Linked DNA regions of Salmo salar: region 2 is linked to region 1. Evidence: chromatin contacts called from public Hi-C data. All regions are on one chromosome and are shown on one strand. Each heading gives the region's core, a stretch centred on a gene start, on an enhancer-like site or on the middle of the called end of the contact. The rest is flanking DNA. Distances are from core to core; before and after follow the strand shown. Region 1 overlaps LOC106611969 (kelch-like protein 3). Region 2 holds the start of LOC106611970 (nucleotide exchange factor SIL1).

What was found. Hi-C and Micro-C count contacts between places; a contact is called where the count stands out from the background.
Region 2: a contact with region 1 is called in a Hi-C map of muscle, with 4 times the contacts expected there. The contact joins the promoter of LOC106611970 here to the enhancer-like site in region 1. A contact is called at or near these places in 2 of 3 Hi-C or Micro-C datasets (gill and muscle).

What each region holds. Positions count from the first base shown.
Region 1 is chrssa09:78,182,128-78,185,608 of Ssal_v3.1, reverse strand. It overlaps LOC106611969 (kelch-like protein 3), which reads left to right. Exons shown (of 15, transcript XM_014212693.2): 12 at 1,547-1,675; 13 at 2,622-2,762; 14 at 2,872-3,015; 15 at 3,202-3,481. The coding sequence ends at 3,230. Among protein-coding and RNA genes, the nearest start is that of LOC106611969, 13 kb to the left of the region's middle. Within about 2 kb of position 2,203, at least 2 of the 13 cell types and tissues checked have an H3K27ac peak or open chromatin away from gene starts, as enhancers often do. A contact at or near this core is called in muscle, where this site is marked.
Region 2 is chrssa09:78,220,840-78,224,195 of Ssal_v3.1, reverse strand. LOC106611970 (nucleotide exchange factor SIL1) reads right to left here and starts at 1,655. Exons shown (of 9, transcript XM_014212699.2): 1 at 1,360-1,655; 2 at 1,087-1,225; 3 at 405-513; 4 at 155-266. The coding sequence starts at 1,464. It also overlaps the pseudogene LOC106611973.

The DNA.
Region 1 (3,481 bases), core at 954-3,453:
TAAGAGAAGAATAGTGTCAACAGTGCTTTTTATGAGCTTCTTCTCAGAGTCTATATAGAGCTTCTCCTCAGTGTCTATATAGAGCTTCTCCTCAGTATCTATATAGAGCTTCTCCTCAGTGTCTATATAGAGCTTCTCCTCAGTGTCTATATAGAGCTTCTCCTCAGTGTCTATATAGAGCTTCTCCTCAGTGTCTATATAGAGCTTCTCCTCAGTGTCTATATAGAGCTTCTCCTCAGTGTCTATATAGAGCTTCTCCTCAGTGTCTATATAGAGCTTCTCCTCAGTGTCTATATAGAGCTTCTCCTCAGTGTCTATATAGAGCTTCTTCTCAGTGTCTATATAGAGCTTCTCCTCAGTGTCTATATAGAGCTTCTCCTCAGTGTCTATATAGAGCTTCTTCTCAGAGTCTATATAGAGCTTCTCCTCAGTGTCTATATAGAGCTTCTCCTCAGTGTCTATATAGAGCTTCTCCTCAGTGTCTATATAGAGCTTCTCCTCAGTGTCTATATAGAGCTTCTCCTCAGTGTCTATATAGAGCTTCTCCTCAGTATCTATATAGAGCTTCTCCTCAGTGTCTATATAGAGCTTCTCCTCAGTGTCTATATAGAGCTTCTCTTCGGAGTCTATATAGAGCTTCTCCTCAGTGTCTATATAGAGCTTCTCCTCAGTGTCTATATAGAGCTTCTCCTCAGTGTCTATATAGAGCTTCTCCTCAGTGTCTATATAGAGCTTCTCCTCAGTATCTATATAGAGCTTCTCCTCAGTGTCTATATAGAGCTTCTCCTCAGTGTCTATATAGAGCTTCTCCTCAGTGTCTATATAGAGCTTCTCCTCAGTGTCTATATAGAGCTTCTCCTCAGTGTCTATATAGAGCTTCTCCTCAGTGTCTATATAGAGCTTCTCCTCAGAGTCTATATAGAGCTTCTCCTCCTATATAGAGCTTCTCATCAAAGTCTACCAAACATTAGGAACACCTTAATAGTGAGTTGCACCCCCCCCCCTCTCCTCAGAACAGTCTCACTTCATTGGGACATGGACTCTACAAGGTATCGAAGGTGTTCCACAGGGATGCTGGCCCATGTTGACTACAATGTTTCCCACAGTTATGTCAAGTTGTCTGGATGGACCATTTTTAATACACGTGGGAAACTGTTGAGCGTGAAAAACCCAGCAGCTTTGCAGTTCTGGACACAAACCGGTGCGCCTGGCACCTCCTACCATACCCCGTTTAAAGGCACTTTGCATGTCTCAATTGTCTCAAGGCTTAAAGCTTCTTCTTTAACCTGTCTCCTCCCCTTCATCTACACTGATTGAAGTGAATTTAACAAGAGACATCAATAAGGGATCATAGCTTTCACCTGGATTCACCGGGTCAGTTTATGTAATAGAAAGAGCAGGTGTTCCTCATGTTTTGTCCACTTAGTGTCTATAGTGTTTCTGTGCCTGTGTATTTGTCAGTTTCCTGTCTGCGGTTGTACTTTGAGCATCTCTTTGTATGTGTTCCTCGTTGTATTCCTCAGTGGGTGTGTATTGTGTTGTACAGGGAAGCTGTATGCGGTGGGTGGCTACGACGGGGCGTCACGGCAGTGTCTCAGCACGGTGGAGGAGTACAACCCAGTCAGTAACCAGTGGGGCTACATGGCTGACATGAGCACCAGACGCAGCGGGGCAGGTGCAGACAGTCCTCACCATCAACAACCCTCTCCTTATCACAGACTAGCTATCCTACGTGTTTAGAAGCAGGCAATGCTACCTCTGTGCCGTACAGACACACTGCACTCACACTGTCAGTGTCCACAGAGACATGGGAGTGCTGTGACTTTAAGTCCAGGGAATGTGTAATGGAGCTGTGCAGTATGATATGTGGTATAGGACTATATATAGAGTTGTAATGGGCTCGACTAACCTCACAGTAACTCTCACTGTCTACAGAGATCCCTGGAAATCGGCAAGGTGTCACAAGACCCAAGGTCTTGTAAATAAAAATATTCTATTGGGATGGTTTCTCTCTTTCCCAAAGGGTTCTGTTGTGTCTCTTCCCTCCCATTCTGTTAGTTTGGTTCTGTGAGAGTGTCTCTGTCTCAGTGAAGGTTGTTGTTCTGAATGTGATCTGGTGGAGGTCCATTGGCCTCTCTGTGTGTGAGCCTCCTGGCTCTGAATGTGTTTGAGTGTCCTGTGCTCATTGTGCAGTCCGCTCAGCTGGCCAGAGGAAGTAGCACCAACACAATGCAGCCCGTTGATTCCTATGGACACTGCCTGGGTTCATCCAGGACTCTACTGCTCACTAACTTACTGGCAGCAGGAGCTAGGAGGGAACAGCACAACCACATCAGTGAAAATGAGACAATACTCACAGGATGTGGTTTTAATGCACTGCAAGCAATGTTTTCTTTGCATAGGCATACACCGATCTAAACCCAATGAGCACTGAAATAAGATAATTGCCGTAGAGGTAGATGGCCCACTTAACAAGAGAATTACTGGAAGTGATCGCTCCTCCTTGTGGGTAGTTAATGGACTGCAGTTATTGCTGGGAAACATCTGTAGCTTGTGCAAGTATATGTGTTTATGTGGGAAAAGATATAACCAGACGTGTGTGTGTGTGTGTGTGTGTGCAGGTGTTGGGGTGCTAAGTGGGCAGCTGTATGCAGCAGGGGGTCATGATGGGCCCCTGGTGAGGAAGAGTGTGGAGGTGTACGACCCACCTAGTAACACCTGGAGACAGGTGTGTGACATGAACATGTGTCGGAGGAACGCTGGTGAGTAGCCTGATGCAACACACACACACACTCCCCTATGCCCAAATGTTCTGCATATCATTGTCTGTAGAGTGTGTGTGACTCACTAACCTCCCCTGTGTTCATGCAGGTGTGTGTGCTATAAACGGACTGCTGTATGTGATCGGAGGAGACGACGGCTCGTGTAACCTCTCCTCAGTGGAGTATTACAACCCTGCCACAGACAAGTGGAGCCTCATCCCCACCAACATGAGCAACGGCCGAAGCTATGCAGGTAAACTTTCACCTTTGACCTTTCATACCACCTTTCAAATGCTTGTCTCTGCATCCAAACTCAGAACCTTCTCCTTTGAAGAATTAAGACATGTTGGTCGTGAGATGGTTTGGTGTTGAATGTGTTATGCTGCATTTAGTGTGTTATTAATCTATGTCCTGATATACCCTGCTATATCCACTCAAGGTGTATCCGTTATAGACAAACCTTTATGACTATCAGGCCCCGATGGCAGCAGGACCCCACAGCCACAGGTAGCAATCAAAGGGAGCCACACAGACGTCTGATTTCACAGTCAACTCCATGGAGTAACACTAGCCTGACGGGTGGCTCAGGAGGGAGGGAAACCCCAGCCCGGACAGTGCTCTGCAGAGCGGAGCTGCTGTCTCAGCCCTGTAACTCTAACTGCATTCCTTCTAGGCAGAGTGGACCTGAGAGAGACATTGGCTTCCATGGTCAAAATGAC
Region 2 (3,356 bases), core at 406-2,905, 39 kb before region 1:
TAAACACACAGGGAAACACACGAACCATAAGTAATAGTTTGCCAACCGAGAAGGAAATCAAAGATAGACGAATGCCTCTGTGATCCCATCTCATTTCACAGCCGCGTGTCTCCACCGTGAAAAGAGACTATAGACACATCAAATCAGGCCATACCTTCTCTTCTTTGTCACTAGTTTCAGGATCCACTCCTTCTTTTATATTTTTCAAAGCCTTCTTCAGCTCCTCAGCATTGAAGGATGGGCCTGGTGTGTTCTCCTTCCCCTGTCTGACTCAGAGAAAACACCTGTGGTGAGTCTGATGTAATCTCAAGCAAAGATAGTATGGCCTTCTACTGTACAATAGCTACATGGCAAAAATGTTCTACAGTGTTTCAAACTGACAGAAACATTAACAGGATCCTTACCTTTGTCCATCGATCTGGTATTTGAGAATCTGATGTTCCCCAAGTTTGACCTCCCTCTGTCTTGTCTGGAGGTTGAGCCTTACGTGAGAGCCCCTTGGGACTGCCTGGCCTGAGTGATAACAATATTGTACAGTGAATACTTTTGATTCTGCCATACACATTAATACTCCATGCCGTTTCTTGTTTCTGTGTGTTGCACTTGCATTCAGTGGCATCTATGAATGACATGATTATTCATATTATTATTGACACCAAACGGAAGAACCAAGGACACGGATGATTCCTGATGTTGTGAGATTCTCTCTGGTGTTTACAGTGCTGTGAGATTAGGATATCAGGACCTGTTTAGACGAAGCAATTGTAACAGTAGAGTAAAGGATTACAATATATGGGAAAATAAATGGCTGCAGTATTTCTGCTATACTGAGTACATGGTGCATGGAATGCTAAGGCATAAATATATGAATGTGTGTATTCTTATTTTAAATGTATGTAGTTCTGTCCTTGTGCTGTACTTGTCTATTAAATGTTCTGTATTATGTCATGTTTTATGTTGTCTGGACCCCAGGAAGAGTAGCTGCTGCTTTAACAGTCGCTAAGGGGGATCCTAATAAAATACATGTATTACTACTGTGTGTACTTCATGAGACACCTGTGCATTAATACTTTAAAAAACAGTCACCTGGTTTGAGAGACTGCCACTGATCCGTGGGACGGAACACATTCAAATCCTCAGGATCGCTCTCTTCCTCCATGTGGTGCGCATCCTCATCATCCAGGCTGGTCTCAGTGCTCTCCACAACAGTCAGAGCAGAGGAAGACTATAGGGCCAGGGGATTGGATCAGACTCATGTAGGCTACAGACTCATCAAACTCTGGTAGGCTACACACAAACTGTTTAACAATATATTTATACAGTAGTATAACGAGTATAGGTATATCATTAACTACTCACTTTTTCGCTGAGAACATGGACGAATTGACAACTCAATACTAAGAGCATGAGTGCCATCTTCAGCCTGGTAGATTTACTTCCTTTTCTCAGGCATCCGGTCAACATACTGGCTGTAGTATAGCTAACACAGCTAATATATCGATATCATAACACTATAGGGTAACAAATACAATTCATGTGAACTACGACGCATTGCACTATCTATTTACCCGACCACACCATTTCAGATTTATGCATGGACGTGTAACGTTGATACTTGTCAGAAATTAGACCACTCCCACGGTATTTGTCATCACGACCGGGAGCCAATCGTATTTAAAAGAGTGTCACTCGTTTTCAAATCTATGCGATCGGATTGGCTAATGGAGAGCCCTGTATGATCTTTGTGACGCAATTACATTACATTTCATCAGTCTTTTTGGAAGTTTTATTTCATATTATTACATGAACTGACAACTGTACATATAGCCCATGTGCCATACCAAAAATTGGCCCATCTCGGGGTGGCAAAGATTTGATGGCATTAAATTGTTCCCCACAAGCCCCTGATCAAATTGATATACAGCCTCTAGAGGTTCTTCAAGAAATCGAATATTCCATAACGTGGCAGCAGATCATTGTAACTGTAGGCCTACATAGAAAATCTCACCAGTTTGTCAGAACAGTTATGGTACTGTAAACATGTATATGAATCTTACAACATATGCAAAAGTAACTATAGTGTTTTCTTCTCAGAAGACAGAGATAAGCAGGAGAAGAGACTAATACTCTTGCGTGTGTCGGTTATAGCGGGTTAACCCTGATCTATACTGGCGGTCCAGGGCTTGCTTGGTTACACGTGGTCTGCAGTTGTGAAGCCGGTGGACGTACTGACAAATTCTCTAAAACGACGTATGTCGGCGGCTTATGGTAAATAAATTAACATTAAATTCTCTGGCAACAGCTCTGGTGGACATTCCTGCAGTCAGCATGCCAATTGTACACTCCCTCAAAACTTGAGACATCTGTGGCATTGTGTTGTGTGACAAAACTTCAGATTTTAGAGTGGCCTTTTATTGTCCCTAGCACAAGGCGCACCTGTGTAATGATCATGCTGTTTAATCAGCTTCTTGACATGCCTCACCTGTAAAGTGGATGGATTATTTTGGCAAAGGAGAAATGCTCACTAACAGTGATGTAAACAAATTTGTGCACAAAATTTGAGAGAAATAAGCTTTTTGTGCGCATGGAACATTACTGGGATATTTTATTTTAACCCATGAAACGCCGTACCACCACTTTACATGTTGCGTTTATATTTTTGTGCAATATAATTTAATCCTGGGTTAATATACTGTATGATGACTATACAACTAAAAAAACTTTCTCAATGGGTCTCCTTGTTGTGTGTGAAATTGTGTTAATTATCATTTAAGTACTAAGTGATGATAGAGCACTTCCCAATACTGCCCATAGACTAATTTAACAATAAATACAAAAAAAATGCTGATAAACTGTGCTTTGATATCAGATAGGGGGTTAAAAAGCATCTCACCAAAAATGTCATTTTAACACTTAAATGAGATTAAATCAGACTGAAATCCATATTTTGTCGTCATTGTATTAATACATTTACAAACTGTTAAATTACACACTGAGTGTACAAAACATTAGGAGCACCTGCTCTTTCCATGACAGACTGACCAGGTGAAAGCTATGATCCCTTATTGATGTCACTTGTTAAATCCACTGCAATCAGTGTAGATGAAGGGGAGGAGACAGGTTAAAGAAGGATTTTTAAGCTTTGAGACATGGATTGTGTATGTGTGCCATTCAGAGAGTGAATGAGCAAGCCAAAATATTTAAGTGCCTTCCTTCTCCATCTCCCTAGTCTTGATTTTACAGTCAGCTAAAAGAGACCTAAAGGCAATTGCAAACCATTCCGTTTGTTTAAAGACGCTGTCAAATGCAAAGCCATACAGATGAGGTTTACAACCCTGTGGTCTTCATTTATAGTA